Regions from separate parts of the Sus scrofa genome. Here region 1 is linked to region 2. A link is a contact called in public HiChIP or PLAC-seq data. All regions are on one chromosome and are shown on one strand. The core of a region is the stretch at or near the end of the contact, and the rest is flanking DNA. Distances in the headings are between cores, read along the strand shown.

Region 1 (5,485 bases), core at 583-3,082, 580 kb after region 2:
AGCAGAGTGATAAGATTAACCACTAGACAGCTGAATAGATTTTCTAGAATAGTCTGTTATCCTGATTCCACAATGATTCTAGACAAGAGAGGGAGATGCATAGATATACGAACAAAAACACTGTTTTGCAGGCATAACCCTCAAAATCAAAGTATGCTGTAAAGTTTCAATAAATTTATTTTGAGGTTCGGTTTGACACATCTCATTCAAAAATATCTTAAAAATATGCCACAAATCACTAAGATTAGTTTTAATTTCAAGGAAAAGTATGCATTAGTCCTTATTCACTCAAAGATAATCTCCAATTCATACCATTATGGTTTACTTATTATTATCAATAATAAAAGGACAGGGCTTAGCTATACAGGCTGTAACACAATTGAGTTATTTAACATAATTTGAATACACAATTTAACTCTGAGGAAGTCATGTCTAGTGGTTGGGAAATATTTTATAAAGTCTACTTGTAAAATTTGGTATCAGGCATTAAAAATCAACTAATGAGCTTGCATAAGAGACAGACAAACTCATATTAGATTTTAAAATAGCTACAACACGCATTCCTCCTAACAAAGTTTTGTTTTTTTTTTTTAACTCCAAGAATGTTAACTTCATTCCTTGAAGTCTCACTTCTTTTGTCTATTGCATCCTATAATCTGTAGAACACCACAAACAAAAAGTTCTTAACAAAGTCTAATACTGCACTGGGGAAATAATATTTGGTCATAATAAGTAAAACAAAATTATTAATCTGTCTCAAGATGATGTATGTGCTTCTAAGAACCATACATCTTTTTCTTTCATGTGTAAAGCCTTTATCTGATGATCAAAAAGCAATGAGTGTACATATAATTATTGCTTGGTACTCTGATACATGAAGCTTATAATAGCTTTAGTGCTATTCAGTGTTCACTTTAACCACTTTAACAGTGAGAGTTTGAATGTTAATTCTAGAATGTCTTAAGTATTACTTGCTTTTTATTCAAATTTATCACACATATATGCTATCGTATAAAAACATAACCCACCATCATAAAATCTATGCTACATTAAACATAACTTTGGGATGTTTAGATCTGATAAATTCATGATAAATATAACTTTGGGATATTTAAATCTGATTATTGTAGCCTTTCCTCTTCTTTAAACCTATTTTTAATCTTCCTTTGAGACCATTAGTAAAAATGAATATCCAAGATAAAAAACGCAGATGGCATTAAGATGATAAAAGCAATTCCTAGGTGATTTCTAGTTGGAAATGAAAACCAAATGAAAACGATATAACACTAATTTTTTCAAAGACAGAACGCCATTATTCTGACAAATTCCTTCTTTGTCTTTTTTTCCTTTTCATTTGAAAAACAATATATATATATATATATATATATATATATATATATATATATATATATATAACTTCCACATCTCAGCTGTTTTGCTGTGTAATATCCTGAATTATTTCGGGATTATGTGGAAAGGGAAAAAGAGGAAACTCAAGTTCAAGAAACAAAGTGACAGGAACTTTTAACCACAGAGTAACCGTGACCCAGAGAGATACAAATACAAATTAGATGTTTTTGGATATCACATTTTCCAAAATAGTCCTAGTGTTATGAGAATCCACAAAGTATCATATACAGAATATGGTTAAGACAGAAAGGAACATTCATAAAACTTCAGTGCTAAGTTTCAATTGTGTTTTTTTGAAAGACCCTCTAGATGTTTATTTCAAAAAATTAAAACAGACTTTTCTTTCTCAGGTTTGGAGACACCCTTGGATACTGCAAGGGGGAAAGGGGAATTCTGGAAATAGCAGCTGAGGCATAGAATACAATGAAGCAGTGCCCCCTGGTGGGCACCATATTCAGTGGGGGGAGTTACTAAAATACATTTGAGATGAGGGGAGGGGAGGTGACTTGAGCTAGTTTCAATTTAATTTGCCCAGCTCTACTGTGTAAATAACCTCCACCTCCACTACCACTACTCCTGAAAAAACAATTTTTTTCTGATGTATGTGGTATATAGGCAGAGTGAATCTTTAAGGCAACAGCAACTCCAAAGTTTAGTTAGCGGTGACTAACTATATCTGGTCTTGCAGAGTGAAAAGCATTCAAGTTGTCTGTATACTGAAGATGATACAGTGGACAGCTGCTGGCCAGAGGCATATACATTGCAAATATGATCTAAGAAAATACGGAGTTCCCGTCGTGGCGCAGTGGTTAACGAATCCGACTAGGAACCATGAGGTTGCGGGTTCGGTCCCTGCCCTTGCTCAGTGGGTTAACGATCTCAGTGGGTTAATGATCTGGCGCTCGTTGCCGTGAGCTGTGGTGTAGGTTGCAGACGCGGCTCGGATCCCGCGTTGCTGTGGCTCTGGCATAGGCCAGTGGCTATAGCTCCGATTGAACCCCTAGCCTGGGAACCTCCATATGCCACGGGAGCGGCCCAAAGAAATAGCAAAAAGACAAAAAAAAAAAAAAAAAAAAGACAAAAAAAAAGAAAATACAGTTCAATTGTTAGACATTTATCCTTTCCTTCCCCCCTGACCCCCCCATACACCTGTAGCATACGTAAGTTCCCAGGCTAGGGGTTGAATCAGAGCTGCAGCTGTTGGCCTATGCCACAGCCATAGGCCACAGCCATAGGTGGGGATCTGAGCCTTGTCTGTGACCTACACCACAGCTCACAGCAACACTGGATCCTTAGCCCACTGAGCAAGGCCAGGGATTGAACCTGTATCCTCATGGATACCAGATGGGTTCATAACCCATTGAGCCACAAGGGGAACTCCCAACATTCATCCTTTCTTAATTCCTTGCACCAATGAAATAACATGTATCTGCAATTTCTCCCACTGATTTTACGGTGAAGACTAGAGATACAAGCCAAGATTTTTGTGTACTGAACGAATGGAAAACTGAGATTTCAGTCACTCCCTCAGGGATACTGCAGCGGGTCAAACTCTATTTTGAAATGTTATTTATTTATTTTTGCATGTTTCCTCAAATGTGTGGTGTGGGCTGGGGAAAAGTTACTTTAAAGGGTATGGAAACCTCCATGTGTGGTGGACAGAGAGATATTTTACAGGGTTCTTGTTGGGATCAAAGAACCAGCAGTCTGTTGCATTTGAACTACTTCATTTCAGCCATTTTTCTAATCCAGACCATAATATAAAGATGACTACATCCTGCCAGCATCTTAGAGACCAATAAGCACAAGAGTTCCATTCATCTATGTACAGTTGGTGGTGCGATCTACACCCATTTATTTGGTGACGTGATGGATGCTTTTTTCTAAAATAAAAGCACAGTATCGAGACTAAATTTTTTCTTTGCTATTCAATTTTATTTTTAAAGAGAATAACATTCCTCATTTTTTACATTTTTTATCTGTGTCTGTATTTGAACTTCTGGACCATTGTCCACCTCGACTTCCTAATTTTTACTTTCTATACATCTAATGGAGCTTTCAATTATTTTCCTTTTTTCCCCCCTCAGATAAAGCAAAGTTTAAGAATTTACTTTTCATGAGGCTTCAATTAAGAAGAAAAAACCAAAAACCTCGTCTCCCTGTTACGCTGGTTATCCGCATGACAAAAAGGAAGTTAAACTGTTTGCTGACATGTTTCTTATGGTTTGAGTCTGGGCTTCCTTCTCTAGGACTCTTGCCAAACACTTAGCTTCCACAGGCAATCTTTTGTGGGAGGTGACCTCATTGGAATCTAAGAGCAAAGGCTAAAAAAAATGCCATAATAATTGCAAACAAACCCTAGTTCTGGTGAAGGACTTCTTGGTTCACATTCCTGAAGTAGCTGGAAATACACTTTCTGAAGAGATGAACAGAATAGTAGGTCTTTTCTCTTGAAAACAACTGTTCTTCTAGACATTGAGGTTCCTGTTTAATGGTGCTACCATTTTCCACGTTATTAGAGGGTTAGGGTCATCTTTCATTCTTCCCTTTTCTTTCTCATCCATCATTCATATTTAATCGATTGGTAAGTTCTAAAACCTCTTTGCCAAAATTAATTTTCTGCTACTCCCTTAATGTGGCATCATTTTACTTTTGGATGAAAGGTGTGCCTATAACTTTTATGACTCATTTCAGTCTCATTAAGCATTCTCTCCAATGTCATCCCCGTCTAACTTTTTGTTCTGTGCCTTAGTATACTTCACATTGTCATAATCCATGGAGAAAAATCAGGAGGGGAGAAAAAAGTGTCCCATGACACATGACCTTATTTCCTGCCTTTGTTTAAACATTTAGCTTATATATCTTCAGCATTCCTTTTGTGGAGCTTTAGGACTAAAACTTTTGCCCTCTCTCCTGAATTCTTTGATCTGCTACGTGATGCTGCCTTTCTAGTACTGAGTGATCTCAATTTGTTTTGACGATGGCATCTACCTCCAGACATTCCAGTGATGTGACTTAACCTCAGGGCCCACCTTGGCATGTGGCTGGTATGTTTGCTGATTCATTTCTGATTTCTGTAGAGGGAATGGGACATTAACCTTCCTCAAACAGAACTTTGACCATATAACTAATTTATAAACCATTGATGACTGCCCTTACTCTGGCCTGAAAGCAGGTAGACCAGAAATCCAGTTTTTTTCACCCACTAGTGGCAGGCTCCTTTTCCTCACTAGGAGCAAGTAACTTTATCTGGTACCAATTGATAAATTCAGCTAATAAATATTCCACTTTTGATTTCTGCCTTTATGTTTAGTAGTAAACTTACTCTATACTTTCTTTGCTTTGTCTGTATCCCTTGTTGGCATCAACATTAGCCTGTCTCATAAAGTGAGTAGGATGGTTTTTCTACTTTGCTTAGTTTTTCTGAAATAGTCAGTATAAAATAGGGATAAGTTTTCCATGAAGATTTTGTAAAGATTGTTTTTAAAGCCATCAGATATGGAAGTCTGCTTTGTAATTATTTGATAAATTAACATGTTTTCTTCAATTATCTAAATATATGATATATTTAACATTAAAGAAAGAAAAAACTTGTCTGGTTTCAATGGCCATTTAAAGGGGGAGACTTTTTATCTATTTATTTGATTTATCTAAGGTGATTATTTTTGTTTATTCATAAGTCACTTCTGATAATTTAGTTTTTCCAGATAATTCCTAATTTTATGTGTTTTAAAAAATTTATTAAGAAAGTAATATAGTAATATCACCCTTTAAGACATTTATTCAATCATGGAAATTGTAGCTTGATCAATTTTGGCTATATGTATTTTAATGCTGTGTTGTTAATGTACATTTAGGTTTGTGAGGAATTATTCTTTTTTTTTAATTAAAAAAATTATTGGGAATTCCTGTCGTGGCTCAGTGGTTAATGAATCCAACTAGGAACCATGGGGTTGTGGGTTCGATCTCTGGCCTTGCTCAGTGGGTCGAGCAAGGATCTGGCATTGCCTTGAGCTGTGGTGTAGGTCACAGACGCAGCTTGGATCCCACGTTGCTGTGGCTCTGGTGTAGGCCG
Region 2 (5,544 bases), core at 1,351-3,850:
AGTCTTAGGCCCAGCACAAGACTTGGGCACCTTCATGTGTTTTGTTTCTCAGTTTCCCCTTTTGGAAAATGAAATGAACCGGATTACTTTTTTTTTTTTTTTTTAAACCTTCTCTTTTCTTTTTTAACAACAACAGCAACAAAAAATTATTATTAAGCCACAGACCCTTTGTTCCAGGGGATTTTTACCTGGAAGCCAAACAGGATCACTCAGTCTTTTCACACGATGGAGGAACCCCTGCTCACTCACTCCCTGAGTCTTCCAGAGCATGTTTTTGGAAACCTACAGAACCAAATCTGCATTTCCCACCCTGGATACAAATCACACGGGGTCTTGTTAAAATGCAGATTCTGATTCAGCAGCTTTGGGGAGAGGCCTGGGACTCTGCATTGCGAACGAGGTCCCAGGTGCTGCTGAGGCTGCTGGTCCACACGACGCACTTTGAGTAGCAGGGGGAATGATTCTCTCCTGTCTCCTTGATCAGGAGATTTCTTTAAAAGTGGGGGGAAGAAAAAATATTGAACTCTGACTTTCCCTGACTCTCCAGCAGACCTTTGTGGAAAGTGAACTGGGTCAACCTTTCTGTGTTTAGTTTGATCTTATTTGACTGTCCAAGGGAAGGGGAGTATTTTCTTTGTCATGCTTCAAAATACAAATTATTCTCTAATCTCCTTCTTTTTTGTTGACTAGTACTTCAGCACAAGTTACATTCAGTTATAAATCTGGGTTGCCAGATTTAGCAAACAAATCTATAGGACACTGGTTAAGTTTGAATTGCAGACAAACAACGAGTAATTTTTTAAAACTATACTTCCTGGGACATAGTGACACTCAAAAAAATTCCTCATTGCGTATTTGAAATTCAGATTTATCTAAGTGTCCTATATTTTATTTGGCAACCCTATCCATAGGAAAACACTCTAATGGCTCTGGGCCCTGGCCAGCCAAACTTGCAATCTAATTAAAATGAATGACTCCTGTTTGTGGCTGCATTTCTTTACCTCGTGAATTGTAGGTCACTTTTTTTCTTAAAAAGAATAACTTAAACGGATGTGTCTATCTTCTGATACGGCCAAGAATTCTAAGCAACAACCCTTGTGTGAGGCAAAGCCTGGGTGTTTTTTTTTTGTTTTTGTTTTTTTTTTTTTTTTTTTTTTAGGGCTGCACCTATGGCACATGGAATTTCCCAGGCTAGGGGTAGAATCAGAACTACAGCTGCCAGCCTACACCACAGCCACAGCCACACCAGATCCGAGCTGCATCTGCGACCTACACCACAGCTCAGGCCAATGCCAGATCCTTAACCCAGTGAGCGAGGCCAGGGATTGAACCCGTATCCAATGGATACTAGTAGGATTCATTTCCGCTGCACCATGACTGGAACTCCCAGCCTGGGTATTTTTTGCATGTTCTCTATTCATCCTTTTGGTTATTTTTCCTCATGTGGAAGTTGCTTTATTGTCCTGCAGTTGCCTCTTTTCCAGCCTAAAATTACTACTTGCCAATGGTCTGATGCCTTCATTCTAGAACCGTGCTTTGGATAATCTTGAAGAATTAGTTAATAGTTATTACATGTCCAAGGTGAAAACTGCCCTAGAGCGTATGGAGAACTGTTGTATACTGGAAATAACAAAATTATTTTTGTTATCTACATGATTTTCTGAAAGCTAAAGTATTCTTAAAATAAAAATTAAGTGATTGTCTACTGCCTGCTAAATTAAGTACAAACTCTTTAACATGGAAGAAAGATCTTTTAACCACACATTTTGAATACTTCATGTCTATATATATATTTTTTTTCATAGCCCATTGGATTTAGGACACGATGAAAAATAACATCACCTGGGAGATTAAAAAAAAAAAAAGTGGAGTTCCCATCGTGGTGCAGTGGTTAACGAATCCGACTAGGAACCATGAGGTTGCGGGTTCGGTCCCTGCCCTTGCTCAGTGGGTTAACGATCCGGCGTTGCCGTGAGCTGTGGTGTAGGTTGCAGACGCGGCTCGGATCCCGCGTTGCTGTGGCTCTGGCGTAGGCCGGTGGCTACAGCTCCGATTCAACCCCTAACCTGGGAACCTCCATATGCCTCGGGAGCGGCCCAAGAAATAGCAAAAAAAAAAAAAAAAAAAAAAAAAAAAATATATATATATATTGACATCAAGGCCCACTTTGGCCCATGGATTGAGAATCTCTTGCTGGGGCCCCAGGCAGGTGTATTTTTTAAAAAGTTCTTCAGGTCAGTCAGATGCACTCAGAAGGTTGAGAATCAACTTCCATGTCTATATCCCAGTATTCCCTAATCTGAGCTTTTGCCTCTGGTTTTCCCCTAACCTGTATGCCACTTTCTTTACCATTTTTACTTATACAAGCACTGTCCATTTCACAGAATTTCCAGTAAAGCTTTCTGGATTCCCACCTACAGATTACTCTTCATTCTCTTGTGTGGTCTCAGACATGTCCTGATATTAATCCACATCTCTTTTCACATTTTAGCACACTTGTGGTTATTTCTGTGGTTGCATACATATACTATATATACATGTCCTTGGGGTCAAAGTCATATCTACGCAGCTCTGAAACAGCCACAGCAGTGCTGTGCTAAAGATATTTAGCACTGAAGTAGATCCTTTTGGTAACAACCGCCTCCTCTACAAGACAACGTGATTTTTCAGTAACAATCAGAAAAGGAAATGAGTAATAATAATGGCCAGAAAAGAAGCAGACTGGGAGAAAAAAAAAAAAAAAACTTCCTGTTTTGAACTTCATAGATATAATCATGCCAGCCACAATAATTACAAATAAAAAACAAAACAATACTACTGTACAAAAAGGGAAAATAGGAGCTCCCTGGTAGTTTAGTGGCTTAAGGATCTAGTATTGTTACAGCTGTGACTTAGATCATTGTGTGGCTTGGGTTCAATTCCTGGCCAGGAAACTTTCTCATACCGTGGCAAAAAATAAATAAATAAATAGAATGATAATGCATTTTTGAAAAAGAGGAAAAAGACACACGAAGGGGACTATTGCCAAATGAGTGAACACCAGAGAATGATTTGCACTTTGCAATAACAGAATGGAAGTAACTCAAGTTCTTTTTCTGTCTTTACAAACATAATGCTTTTGTTCTTTATTCTGAGTCTACTGTTTTAACACAGATGTATGCAGTATGCCCTAGGCTGGAGACCCATTGATCCTGAACTTGTACAAAGGACTCCAGAATCTTGAGGAGTAAGAGTTCATTTATTCATAAGAGTTCATCTATTCTCTATATGAATGCACATAGCTGAGTCTGCCATCAGGGGCCAAGTGTGTAACTGGGAGTTCTCTGAATTAACTTTCATGCAGAAGACAATATTGACTAAAAGAAAGGTAAGAAAACTACTCTGTCAGTAAAATAGTAACTGAATCAACTCTTGAGACCTTAGATCAGCAAAAGTGTTTAACACAATTTAGAATTTCAGGCACATAATGATAATAAAAAGCTCATCTCTGGAGTTCCCGTCGTGGTGCAGTGGTTAACGAATCGACTAGGAACCATGAGGTTGCAGGTTTGATCCCTGGCCTTGCTCAGTGGGTTAAGGATCCGGCGTTGCCGTGAGCTGTGGTGTAGGTTGCAGACGTGGCTCGGATCCTGTGTTGTTGTGGCTCTGGCGTAGGCCGGCAGCTACAGCTCCAGTTTGACCCCTAGCCTGGGAACCTCCATATGCCACAGGAGCCGCCCAAGAAATGGCAAAAAGACCAAAAAAACAAAAACAAAAACAAACAAACATCTCTTTAGTCAGTTCTACTGTGATTATACCCTTCTCTGTAGACAGTGCACCCCCTTATGACCTGCACCTGGGTCAGATTGCTCCCCAAGCCCTGCCCTTGGTTCTGCATTGATCTACCAAGTCCAGCAAAGCGCCATCACAAGGAGACTCACGGGTGTTCCTATTGACTTGAGCAGATCTTCCACAGTTTGTGCCAGTGAGAGACCCAGCATCCAGATTCTTTTTCCCTCTTTTGACTTCAGCCCATTATGGGCTATTTTGTTGCCCCAAACAAGAATGACTGGCCGCAGTGACTACTAGCATATCCCCATGGGTATACCTGCATTCAGTCAGCCAGTAAAATTGCTACTGGAGCCCCTATACGTAAAACACGACACTACACTCTAGGCATTTAAGCACACTATGGGAAAAGAAGGTATTTGCACACAAAAGCTTGAACACACTTGAAGCTAAAAACCCACTGAGAAGAGATTTGATTACTCGGTATAAAGTCAAGCATGTGCTGAAAATATTTGACAGTAAAGTTTATGAGCTTTGAGGAATGAGGCTTTCATTTGGATTTGAGTCATTAGAAATGGCCTTTCTTTTTTTTTTTTTTTTTTTTTTTTTAAGGATTTTTATTTTTTTCCGGAATGAAATTCTCAGTGCAGCCTCAAGGCTAATTGCTAGACTCATCCCAGGTCTTCAGAAAACCTCAGCCACTGGTTTTGTTTTCCCCTTCTCTACTTTATCCCCTCCAGCAAATTTAATAACTAACATTTTCTTTCTCAGGGTTCCTCTTGCATCATTTTGAAAATACGCACTTCCATCTTTTCTACACTGCTCGTTCTATCTGGAGACAGCCCTCCTCATGACCTGGCCATATGATGGCATGACACTACCTCTGATCCCTTTAGATTAAATTCTCCCACCCTTATCTTAAATCCTCATCTACATCTGTCTATTGCGGACCCTAAGCAGTCACAACAACGGCAGAAAAAAGTCGCATATTGGGGTTAACTCAGCCCAAAGAATCACACTCTTTCAATTGTGAAGTCAGTGATGAGTTCACTCTTTTCTTCTTAAATCTTTACGATACACCCCAACTCCATCCAATCCCCATCCAGTGCTGTCCTCTCTCCACCTCGCATTTCATCGCCCATTTTTACCAAGGAGCTTAGGCTATGACCCCGCGAATCCTTTTCTCCTTCTATTCAGTAATGCCTTTGTATCTACGCATCCTTCTTATCTGAAATAAAAAGATAGTTTTCCTCTGTTATATAGTTAATTTCATTCCTACTCAATCTTGTCTCTGCCATGGTACTCCATTCTTCTCTCCTTTGCAAGAACCTTAAAAAAACTCTCTTTTCATTATTTCTTTATCTTTTTTTTTTTTTTTTTCAGGGCTGTACCCATGGTATATGGAATTTCTCAGGCTAGGGGTCAAATCAAACCTACAGCACAGCTCATGGCAACACCAGGTCCTTAACCCACTGAGCAAGGCCAGGAATTGAACCCGCATCCTCATGGATACTAGTTGGGTTCGCTAGCGCTGAGCCACCATGGGAACTCCTGTTTCTTTATCTATGCCTTACACCCAACATCAGAAAAACAAAAACCACCTCTACTTAATGTCTGCCTGAATCCACAGCCTTCACATTATACAACTGCTTTTATCCCCTTAAAGCTCATGTCTGCTCCTTCCCTTGAAACTGCATCCTCACAGGTTACAAATAATCTCTTTGTCAAGTTAGTACATGTTTCTGTTCTAATTCTTTGGTGTCTTTAGACAGTGTA

The links. HiChIP or PLAC-seq counts read pairs in DNA pulled down with a chosen protein or histone mark.
Region 1: a contact with region 2 is called in an H3K27ac HiChIP or PLAC-seq map of alveolar macrophages. The contact joins two enhancer-like sites. A contact is called at or near these places in 1 of 47 Hi-C or Micro-C datasets (embryonic fibroblasts) and 1 of 2 datasets of contacts at active chromatin or transcription factors (alveolar macrophages).

Annotation. Positions count from the first base shown.
Region 1 is chr10:54,857,924-54,863,408 of Sscrofa11.1, forward strand. All of the region lies in intron 40 of MALRD1 (MAM and LDL-receptor class A domain-containing protein 1), which reads right to left. Among named protein-coding and RNA genes, the nearest start is that of PLXDC2, 180 kb to the left of the region's middle. Within about 2 kb of position 1,833, at least 6 of the 83 cell types and tissues checked have an H3K27ac peak or open chromatin away from gene starts, as enhancers often do. A contact at or near this core is called in alveolar macrophages, where this site is marked.
Region 2 is chr10:54,275,716-54,281,259 of Sscrofa11.1, forward strand. The region is part of intron 14 of PLXDC2 (plexin domain-containing protein 2); the gene reads right to left. Among named protein-coding and RNA genes, the nearest start is that of PLXDC2, 400 kb to the right of the region's middle. Within about 2 kb of position 2,601, at least 1 of the 83 cell types and tissues checked has an H3K27ac peak or open chromatin away from gene starts, as enhancers often do. A contact at or near this core is called in alveolar macrophages, where this site is marked.